3 separate regions of the Sus scrofa genome follow, and regions 2 and 3 are each linked to region 1. A link is a contact called in public targeted proximity ligation data. All regions are on one chromosome and are shown on one strand. The core of a region is the stretch at or near the end of the contact, and the rest is flanking DNA. Distances in the headings are between cores, read along the strand shown. Region 1 holds the start of UBE2I (ubiquitin conjugating enzyme E2 I). Region 2 holds the start of GNG13 (guanine nucleotide-binding protein G(I)/G(S)/G(O) subunit gamma-13). Region 3 holds the start of MAPK8IP3 (C-Jun-amino-terminal kinase-interacting protein 3).

Region 1 (3,025 bases), core at 244-2,743:
CCACGCAGCTGTAAACCGTATGAGGTTACCATGGAACCGCAGGTTAGGACCCACTGGGACCCCGTAGTGGAAACAGTGGAGCCACACAACTGAACCTGAGATGCAATCGTATCAGGCCACAGTCACTCATGCATTCACTCAGCCGTCACAGACCTCCCCCTTGGGAGGTCCCTTCCTGGGGTCGTCAGACTGGAAGACGTAGGTCTCCTCTTCTGCCAGTAGGCAGGACCTGACGGGGACTGGCCTCGGGGCCTTACCTTATTCCGGAGCTTTAACTAGTCTTGCTTGGGAGTTGGTCCGTCTCTCCACCGAGTCCGGTTGGGGTTCGGCCATTGGGAGGACTGGAGCACCGCCACGAAGGAGGACCCGAAATACCGTCGGGTGGAGCACCGCCTCGTTCGCCTCCGGAGCTCCCCAGCCTTCCTGCAGCTTCACCGCAGCCCCGGTGGCTCAAAGGGCCAGAACGGTTGGGGTCTCGCTGGGGCCTCCAGAAATGTTACAGCTCCACGTGCAGCACCGACCAGCGAGAAACCAAGCGACACTGGGAGAGGAGGAGAATTTAGCTCTCATACCCGGCCGGCCTGGGGAAGATTGCTCTCCAGAACCCAGGCCCCGAACAGGGGTGCTACAGGCTTTTACAGGCCAGTTCTTCTGGGTCCACGCTTGGAGGGGTGGACCGGAGTGGGAACTGGAGGAGCCGGCGGCAGGGAATGTTCCAGCTTTAGGTGTGGGTCTGTTAGTGGTCACATGATCATGGGGGGGCGCTGAGCAAGCGGGGCTTACAGAAGCAGAACTTGCAGTTGGAGAGGTTTTCCATTAGTAATGTCAGGTTTTCCCTTTCATTCCCCCAGGGCCAGCCCTGGGTTAGGGAGCGTCCGCTCTTCTCCTCCCATCGGTCGGGCAGCCACGCTACCTTTTGTACGGGGTCAGCTCATTGGGCAGATTCGGCAGACGCCCCGCCCTGAGCCCCGAACTGGCCAATTGCAAGGAGTTTCACGGCCTGCCGCGCGCGAGGGGTTGTCACCGTGCTGCGACGCTTCGGGGATCCCTAGGCCTCAATGATCTTTGCTCCCCGGCCCCGGGCCCTAGCCCCAAGGAGACCTCCAGGACCCGTGCCCGGGGAGGTGCCCGCGGGGCATCCGGGGGGCCCTTGGAGATCTCGGCCTCCTGGTTGCCCCGCCGCACGCCGGCGTGTCCTCGGATAGACGCGGGCCCCGCGAAGGGGAGTTTGCAGACGCTCCCTCACATAAGGGACGCGGCTCCTTTAAGGGCACAGGTGTCCAGGGCGCCGCCTGACTGGAAAGCCGCCCCCGGGGCTGGGCTCCCAGGCCTGGCCCGGGGCGCGGGCGCCCGGCGGCGGGGCACGGGCGGCGGGCGGCGCACAGCGACGTGGACGGCGCGGGGCGTGCGGCGGCAGCGGCGGGGCGCGGGGCAGGCGCGCGGCGGGCAGACTCCGCAGGCCCCGCCCCGCCCCGCCCGCGCCGGGGTCCTCGAGCGCTCGGGCTGCGCGCGGAGCGGGCTCGGGAGGGAAGTCCCGAGACAAAGGAGCGCCGCCGCCGCCGCCGCCGCCGCCGCCTCGTCCGCCTCACTCGCCGGGCCGCGGCCGCCCGAGGTGAGCGCGGCGAGACGGGCGGGCCGGGGACCGGGCCTTGTCGGGCTGGGGCCTCCGCCGCCGTCGGGCCCGGCCAGGCGGGCTCCCTCCACCCGCGGCCCGGCCGGGCCCGCTCCCGGGAACCGGCCTGCCCCGGTGTGTTGACGCCGCGGCGTGGGCCGGCCCGCTGGGCTCCGCGGCCCCAGACGGCGGGGGCGTCCACTCGGGCGCGCGCTCGGGGCGGGTCGCATCGCGGCCGGGCCGCAGACGGCGCCCGCCGCTCGGGCTGCGCTGACAGGAGCGCGAGCGGGCGCCGAGCCCTCCGCCGAGGCGGAGCGTTTCCGGGGTCACGGTCTGCGCGCGAACCTGTGGCGTGTGCCAGCCCTGGAGACGACGCATCGCACAAAGAGCGCAAAGCCTCGCGCTGCGGCAGCGCCGGCCCGTTTGGGGGTGGTGTGTGGTGTCTGTAAATCAAAACAAGTCCGAGTTCTTGCGCCTCCGGAGCCTCGGCCGCAGTTGGTGGGACCCTGGGCACCCGCGCTTCCTTTGACGGGGAATTTTCCTCCTGGGACTGCTTTGTACCAAGTGCACGGAGGCTGGAAGTGGTAGTTGAGCCAGGAGCAGGAAGGCCAGAGAATGATTAGCTGGGCTCGCGGTAACGGCCTGCACCTGCCTCTCAATCACAGAATTCACTGGTTTGGTTTGTGTGGTTTGAAAACAAGCTTAGTTCCTCGGGTTGCAAAGTTGTTGTTCTGTGTTTGCAGAGTTGGTGCCCTTTCCAGACCCCTAACCTCAAACGTTTCTTGCTACTAAGGAAAACTTTTTGGGTTGGAAGTCTTCCCACCAGAAGAGGGGAGTGGATCCCAAGTTTTCCCTGACTTGCTCATGGCCCGCCGGGTGGTTTAGGGGGTGAACTCTGCATCTTGTTGCGATAGTCTTGCTCGGGATTTGGGGCCTGGCTGCAGAAACGGGCAAGAACAGGGCGTGCACCTGGGCTGGAGAGTCTCCCGAGTGCAGGGTGCCTGCATCAGGTGAAGCAAATGCCTTCCCCCTGGGAAGCTGATGTTTGGGTGGGAAGGGCCCATCCTGGGCTGCTGATCCTTGCTCACTTTCACCCTGGGCCAACCCGTGAGTTCACAGTGCTGTGGCTTATCGCACAGCTGAGAAGGCTGAGGCTGGGAGAGAGAAGCATCTCGCCCGCATGTGCAGCCAGTTAGTGGCTCTGCAGGCTTTGCTGTCAAATCGCAGCGTGTGATCTAAGAAGAGGGGATTCAGGCACAGCTCACTCTGGAGGAAGGTGGCGTGGAGACTTCCAGAATCTGCCTGGACATCCCAGCTGCTGTCCTGCAGGCTAGCGGTTCGTGGGTATTTCATCCTTGCATCCTAACAATGTCCATCTCTGGAGTGTCTGCTAACATTCAGCTGCTTCGGGTG
Region 2 (3,025 bases), core at 209-2,708, 430 kb before region 1:
TTGTCCGAAGATGGACAGGCAGGGGCGCCTCTGGGGTTAGGATGGTCCAGGTCAGCCCAGTGGGACCTGGGCAAGCCCCAGATCTCTGGGCCTTGGTCTCCCGCTCAGCACGAGGGGCGGGTTCGCCAGACCTACCTTGGATGGTGACTGCGAGGGTACAGTGATGGCGAGGGCGAAGTGGTGGACGAGCGAGCCTGACACTCAGGCGGACAGAGCCCAGGCAGGGGCCCCGCCTACTCCTGCCACCTGGGCCAAGCCCTGGCGCCGCCCCCAGCCTCTGCCCTCCCTCCTCGGGGCTGGGCTGACTCCTGGGATCTGGCTCTGCCAGGCACGCTCTGCCGGCCTCTGGGGATAGGAGATGCGGCTGGGGACAGTGCAGGTTCAGCTCCTGCCCTGGGCAGTGAGGTGTCCTCCGGCTGGGCTGGGTGGCCTCCTGGGCTGCCACGTGGTTCAGTACCAAAGACTCAGCTCTGAGGTCATACCCCAGCCCCCCATGCCCTTCATGGGCTGGAGTCACCTGGACAGGTGGGAGAGGCGGGGATGGGTCAAGATGCTGTGCCCTCCAGGGCCTCAGCAGTGTCCACTGACAGGTCCGGAGCTGGCCTGCCCATGGTGTGACACTGAGGTCCAGACTGGGGTCCTGGACCTATACGGAACTGCTTCCTGTTCTGGCCCCTGACCCCGATTCCCAGGCCAGGGGCTGGCAGACTGGGCAGCTGCAGAGGGTGGCAGGGCCCAGCTCACCAACCAGTCCCCGCGGAGGCTGGACCCCACAGCTTCCTAGGGCCCCTGGCCCAGGCCCCTGGCTCTGCTCCCACGTGGAAGGCAGGACCTGTTGGTGTGTTCCCTCCCCCTCGGGCTCCTGGGCTCACTGTTGTGCTTGCATAAAACAAGGTCAGCTGTGCCTCCCCGGGTCCCTTGCACGGCAGCGTGACGATGGATCAGGCGGTACTTCTGGAACTGGGGCATGTGGCGAAAACTAGGGATTATTTTTATTATGGATTTATGGGGGGAGGGGGTGCTTAGAGCCAAGGGTGTCAGTGTCCTCCTCAGGGCAGATGGCTGGCAGTGCCACTGGCTTCACTCTACCCCGCTTCCTGGCCCCTCGGGTACCCTGGGACTGGCTGTATCCTGTCACTTGGGCTGCCTGGGGCTCTCCTGTGGCTGCGATCCCTGCTCACATGGGGTGGGGGCTCAAGGCAGGGTGAGAACCCCCAGAACTGGCTCAGGTTTGGAGCAAAACCCAGGCCAGGTGGGCTGCGCCACCCAGCTACACCTCCTCTTGGAGGGTGTGGGCACAATGGGCACCCAGTCCTTGCCAACTGTCCCTCCCAAGAGCCCCCCTGGGAGAAGCCCTGGTGTGACCCAGGAGGCTGTAGCCCCATAGCCTGCTCTGGGGCTGGCTTTGCAGGCACTGCTCTTTCGTTTTTTTGTCTTTTTAGGGCTGCATCCGCGACATGTGGAGGTTCCCAGTCTAAGGGTCTCATTGGAGCTGTAGCCGCCAGCCTATGTCACAGCCACAGCAATGCGGGATCTGAGCCACGTCTGCTACCTACACCCACAGCTCACGGCAATGCCGGATCCTTAACCCGCTGAACGAGGCCAGGGATCAAACCCACATCCTCCTGGATGCCAGTCGGGTTCATTAACCCCTGAGCCACGACGGGAACTCCTGTGGGCACCGTTTGATTTCCTCATCGTGGAGCAGAGCTCCATCGAGACCACAGCTGAAAGCAACCTAAGAGGCCTTGGTGGTGATGCTTGAACACACCTGTGTCCTCATGGCGCCACCTACAGGTGGGCCCTGGGCCCGGGTGGGAGCTGTGGCCGGCAGAGCATCTTGGCCTCTGACTCAGCGGTGCTGTTTTCCGCCTGGGAGTGCCAGTCACACCCACTGCCCGATGGCCCCTTGGTGCTCAGAGCGGTCCCTGTGCTGACCCTGGCGGCCCCCTGTGACGGAGCCCACGGCTCCCTGCGGCGCTCGAGATGACACAGGCTGCTCTCAGGAGCCTGTGAAGCCCTCATCCTTGGTGAGTCCGGGGGCCCAGCTGACCCCTCTTTCTTACCTTCGTGGGAGGGTGGACTTTGAACCCCCGACTCTCCAGGGGTCCGGGTGGGTTTGGGACGAGCAAAGGCCCAGGGCTTCGCAGTGGAAGGAGGACACTCCAGAAGCAGTGAGACTTGTGCTCCGTCTGTCACCTCCTTGCAGTCACCCAGGGCAGGTCCAGGGAGACCAGCAGCCTTTCTGAAATTAGTGCCACTAACTGGGCTACTGGTGAGAACCAACAAGGCTCCTTGCTGGCCTAGAAATGGCAGCTCCCGGCTGCACACCTGCAGTCCTGACTGGGGCAGCAGCGCGGGCTGGGGTCAGGGGCAGGGAGACCCTGAGCTGGGGACCCCGTGTGCCGCTTTTAGGGCTCAGGAAGGATCAGAGGTGTGGGGCAGGTCTCTGAGGAGGATGGGGGTGCAGGAGGAGGGCATGTCTTGACCAGGTGGCACCTGCAGCCTGGTGCTGTCTGGATGTCACACTGCCCCATGGCCTTGCTGGGCAGGGGCTGGGGCCAGGGCCAGCCTCTCACCCAGTCCCTTCTCAGTGTGCAGGGAGTACTGGTGACCCAGCGCCACCCCCACTGCTGCCAGTTCTCCCTCAGGGTCCTCTGGAGGCCGGGGCTCTCCACGCATGGCGCCCCAGCAAGGGAGCACACAGCCCCGGCAGATCCAGCCTGATGTGCAGGTATGACGAGGCCCGTGTGAGACCACCTCCCCTTTGCAGCTTCTCTTCAGACCTTGGTGGGACAGATCCTACACATAGTCCTTCCAGGGCCACAGGCCTGGCCTCCGGTGAGGAAACTCAAAGACAAATGGCCTACACTGCAGGACCCAGGCCTGGTGGGGGACAGCAGGGGCCCAGCCTGCCAGCACTCCATCCCAGGGTGGACATGGGACCTTTGGGGTTACAACAGACTGAGCCCCCTCCTGAAGCACAGTGACAGTGGCCACAGGGGGCATACCAACTTATTTCCTA
Region 3 (3,025 bases), core at 303-2,802, 330 kb after region 1:
TTAAAGCTGAGCCCCGGCGATAACTCCTGCATGCTATTTGCTAAAGATGGTACCAAGCCCCTCTCCATCTCCACAACATTCCTCATAGGTTGGTAGTGATTTTAGGCTGTGTCAGAACCCAAGCAGTCTGAATGCGCGTCTGAAACCCCAGACCATTTCCTGGTGGGGGTGTGTGAGCATCACAGAGCAAGGGGAGAACTGAGGAAGTGTGAGGGCGTCACCTGCAGGGACGTTCACTGGTTCCAGCAGTCGGGTCAGGACCCGGCTGGTCTGGTTGAGCTCCCTTTGAAGCACCACACCAGGTGGAAGGCAGCTGCTAGGCTGTCACCAGTGGGCTCTTGATCAGGATTCATGCCATCTGTGTGGCTGCCAAGGCTGAAAGTGTCAGTCTTAGGTTCATGGTGTCCTCAGACCTCACTGAAAGGAAATGCAAATCAGGTGGCTAAAAGTGGGAGAAATAAGGGCCTATGGGAACTGGCAGAGTACAGGCGTTTTCGTCGTGGTGCAGCGCTAACGCATCCCACTAGGATCCACAAGGATGCAGGTTCAAACCCTGGCCTTGCTCAGTGGGTTAAGGATCCAGCGTTGCTGTGAGCAGTGGTGTAGGTTATAGATGCGGCTTGGATCTGGTGTGGCTGTAGCTGTGGTGTAGGGTGGTAGCTGTACCTCCAATTGGACCCCTGGCCTGGGAACCTCCGTATGCCGCGGGTGCTGCCCTAATCACAAACCAACAAAAAAATCTGGTAGAGTCTAAGGAAAATCAAATAGGACAAGTGGAAGTTAACATGTAACCACAGAAGAGTTCCTGCTGGGGCATCACAGGATTGGTGGAGTCAGGAGTGCTGGGACGCAGGTTCCATCCCTGGCCAGTGGGTTAAGGATTCGGTGTTGCCATAGCTGTGGCTTAGGTCTCGACTGCCTCTTGGATCTGATACCTGGCCCAGGAACTCCACATGCCATGGGGCGGCCAAAAATGAAGAAAAAAAAAAAAGTGAAATGGTAGATGGAGTCCTGTGGTGGCACAGCAGGTTGAGGATTGGGCACGGTCACTGCTGTGGTGCAGGTTTTATCCCTGACCTGGCGACTTCCACACGCTGAGGGTGTGGCCAAACAAAAATATATATCTATCGAAATGAACTCAGTGTGTGGGTTAGATGACGCATTGGTGAAATGAAACTGAAATCTGCATAAGTTACACAAAATCAAGACACCGAAGTGGAGTAAATGAGCGTTTGTTGCTGGATCTTAGGATGAGACTGGAACCCCAGAGGGGACAAGTGAAGGGCAGAGAGCTCTGAACACCTACCGTGTAGGCGTGCGTACTGCGGTGACGCTGCAAAGGCAAGTCAGAGGACAGCCAGGTCAGCATCCTGGACACCTCAGGAGGGAGGGGACAGGCGCCCAAAGATAATGGCCCTTCCCTCGGGGCGGGGGGAGGGGGCACGCGGATGCTCGCCCAAGTCCAGGCCGTACGGAAGCATTTGTGCACACTGCGCGGACGCGCGGCCCCTGGTAAAAATCTACGCCGTCAGCGTCGCGGGAGCTGACCGACAGCGGCTCTGACAAGCCTGCCGGAAGCGTTCCCTGCCCAGCTTCCGGCCGGAGACGGACTTCCTCCTACGTCAGGGCACCTGCGACCCCTAGCGGCGGGGCGCCGGCGGGACGGGCGGGCACCGCCCTCGCTGTCTGGAGGGCGGGACTTCCGGGCGGCGGGACTTCCGGCTGCTGAGTGACGGGCGCAGCATCAGCATCGGCGGCGGCAGCGGCTGAGCCCTGAGGCAACAGCGGCTGCGGCGGAGGCGACGGGCTGCGGCCTGCGGACTCACGGGCAGCCGGGGCGGGCGAACGCGCCGGCGGACAGCAGGCCGCGCTGGCGGCGGCGGTGGCCGCGATGATGGAGATCCAGATGGACGAGGGCGGCGGCGTGGTCGTGTACCAGGATGACTACTGCTCCGGCTCGGTGATGTCGGAGCGGGTGTCGGGCCTGGCGGGCTCCATCTACCGCGAGTTCGAGCGCCTCATCCACTGCTATGACGAGGAGGTGGTCAAAGAGCTTATGCCGCTCGTGGTCAACGTGCTCGAGAACCTGGACTCCGTGCTCAGCGAGAACCAGGAGCACGAGGTGGAGCTGGAGCTACTGCGCGAGGACAACGAACAGCTGCTCACCCAGTACGAGCGGGAGAAGGCTCTGCGCAAGCAGGCCGAAGAGGTGCGTGGGCCGGGCCGCGCGGGGGACCCTCGCCCCGCCCGTGGGCCCCGCCCTCAGCCCCCGCCCTGGCGGGGCCCGACTCCCGCCCCGCCCACCCAGCCAAGCCCCCCGGGGCACCCCCCCCGCCGGGCCCAGGGGCTGAGCCCTGGCTCCCCCTTCCTCCCGGCCCGCTGCTCCAGCCAGGAGCCCTGACCCCTAAACCACCTGGCGTCACGGGGGAGAGCTTGCAGCGCGAAGGGTCTCAGGCCCCAGTGTCCCATCCTTACCCACCTCTCATCCCAAACGCCAGGTCTTTTTGCTTTTGTGTGTGTGTTTCGCAAACGTTTCCTAGACTCCAGGTTGCTGCCGTTTTAAAGTCTCCGAGAAAAAGGAGGTTTCTGATCTTACGGTTCTGCAGCCAGAGGCTGTCCGTTGTCAGATCTGTGCCTTGTCTCTGGGCCGGTGTTTTGAAGGTCTGTGACCCGGGCGAGTTTAAGGATGGATATGAACACAGAACCAAAGCCTCGCTGGCACCTGGTGAAAGACCTCAAGTTTATGGAGGTGGTTTCTTTCCCCTGCGTTGCCCTCCCTTGGGGAGGTTGTTAGCTTCTGTGAAAAGGCTGAGAAATTGCACTGTGGCTTCCGAGGAGTTAAAAGGAGAATTTGGAAAGAGTGTATTCTGTCCTAGATATTCTATCTTCCTAAATTGGACGTCATGTCTTTGTGAGCCACTTAGAAGAACCACACGCATTGTAAGGAACCCCACTTACCTTCATTCATTCACCGTCATTTCACGCTCTATGCCAGACCTAGGCGGGTCCGGGGATGTGGGCTCTC

Evidence for each region.
Region 2: a targeted proximity ligation map of skeletal muscle shows a contact between it and region 1, with 3 times the contacts expected there. A contact is called at or near these places in 2 of 2 datasets of targeted methods (alveolar macrophages and skeletal muscle).
Region 3: a contact with region 1 is called in a targeted proximity ligation map of alveolar macrophages. A contact is called at or near these places in 1 of 5 promoter capture datasets (fetal liver) and 1 of 2 datasets of targeted methods (alveolar macrophages).

What each region holds. Positions count from the first base shown.
Region 1 is chr3:40,567,409-40,570,433 of Sscrofa11.1, reverse strand. It overlaps UBE2I (ubiquitin conjugating enzyme E2 I), which reads left to right and starts at 1,493. Exons shown (of 7, transcript NM_001204369.1): 1 at 1,493-1,612.
Region 2 is chr3:40,995,996-40,999,020 of Sscrofa11.1, reverse strand. GNG13 (guanine nucleotide-binding protein G(I)/G(S)/G(O) subunit gamma-13) reads right to left here and starts at 1,458. Exons shown (of 3, transcript XM_005662239.3): 1 at 136-1,458.
Region 3 is chr3:40,239,980-40,243,004 of Sscrofa11.1, reverse strand. MAPK8IP3 (C-Jun-amino-terminal kinase-interacting protein 3) reads left to right here and starts at 1,552. Exons shown (of 32, transcript XM_021086813.1): 1 at 1,552-2,209. The coding sequence starts at 1,892.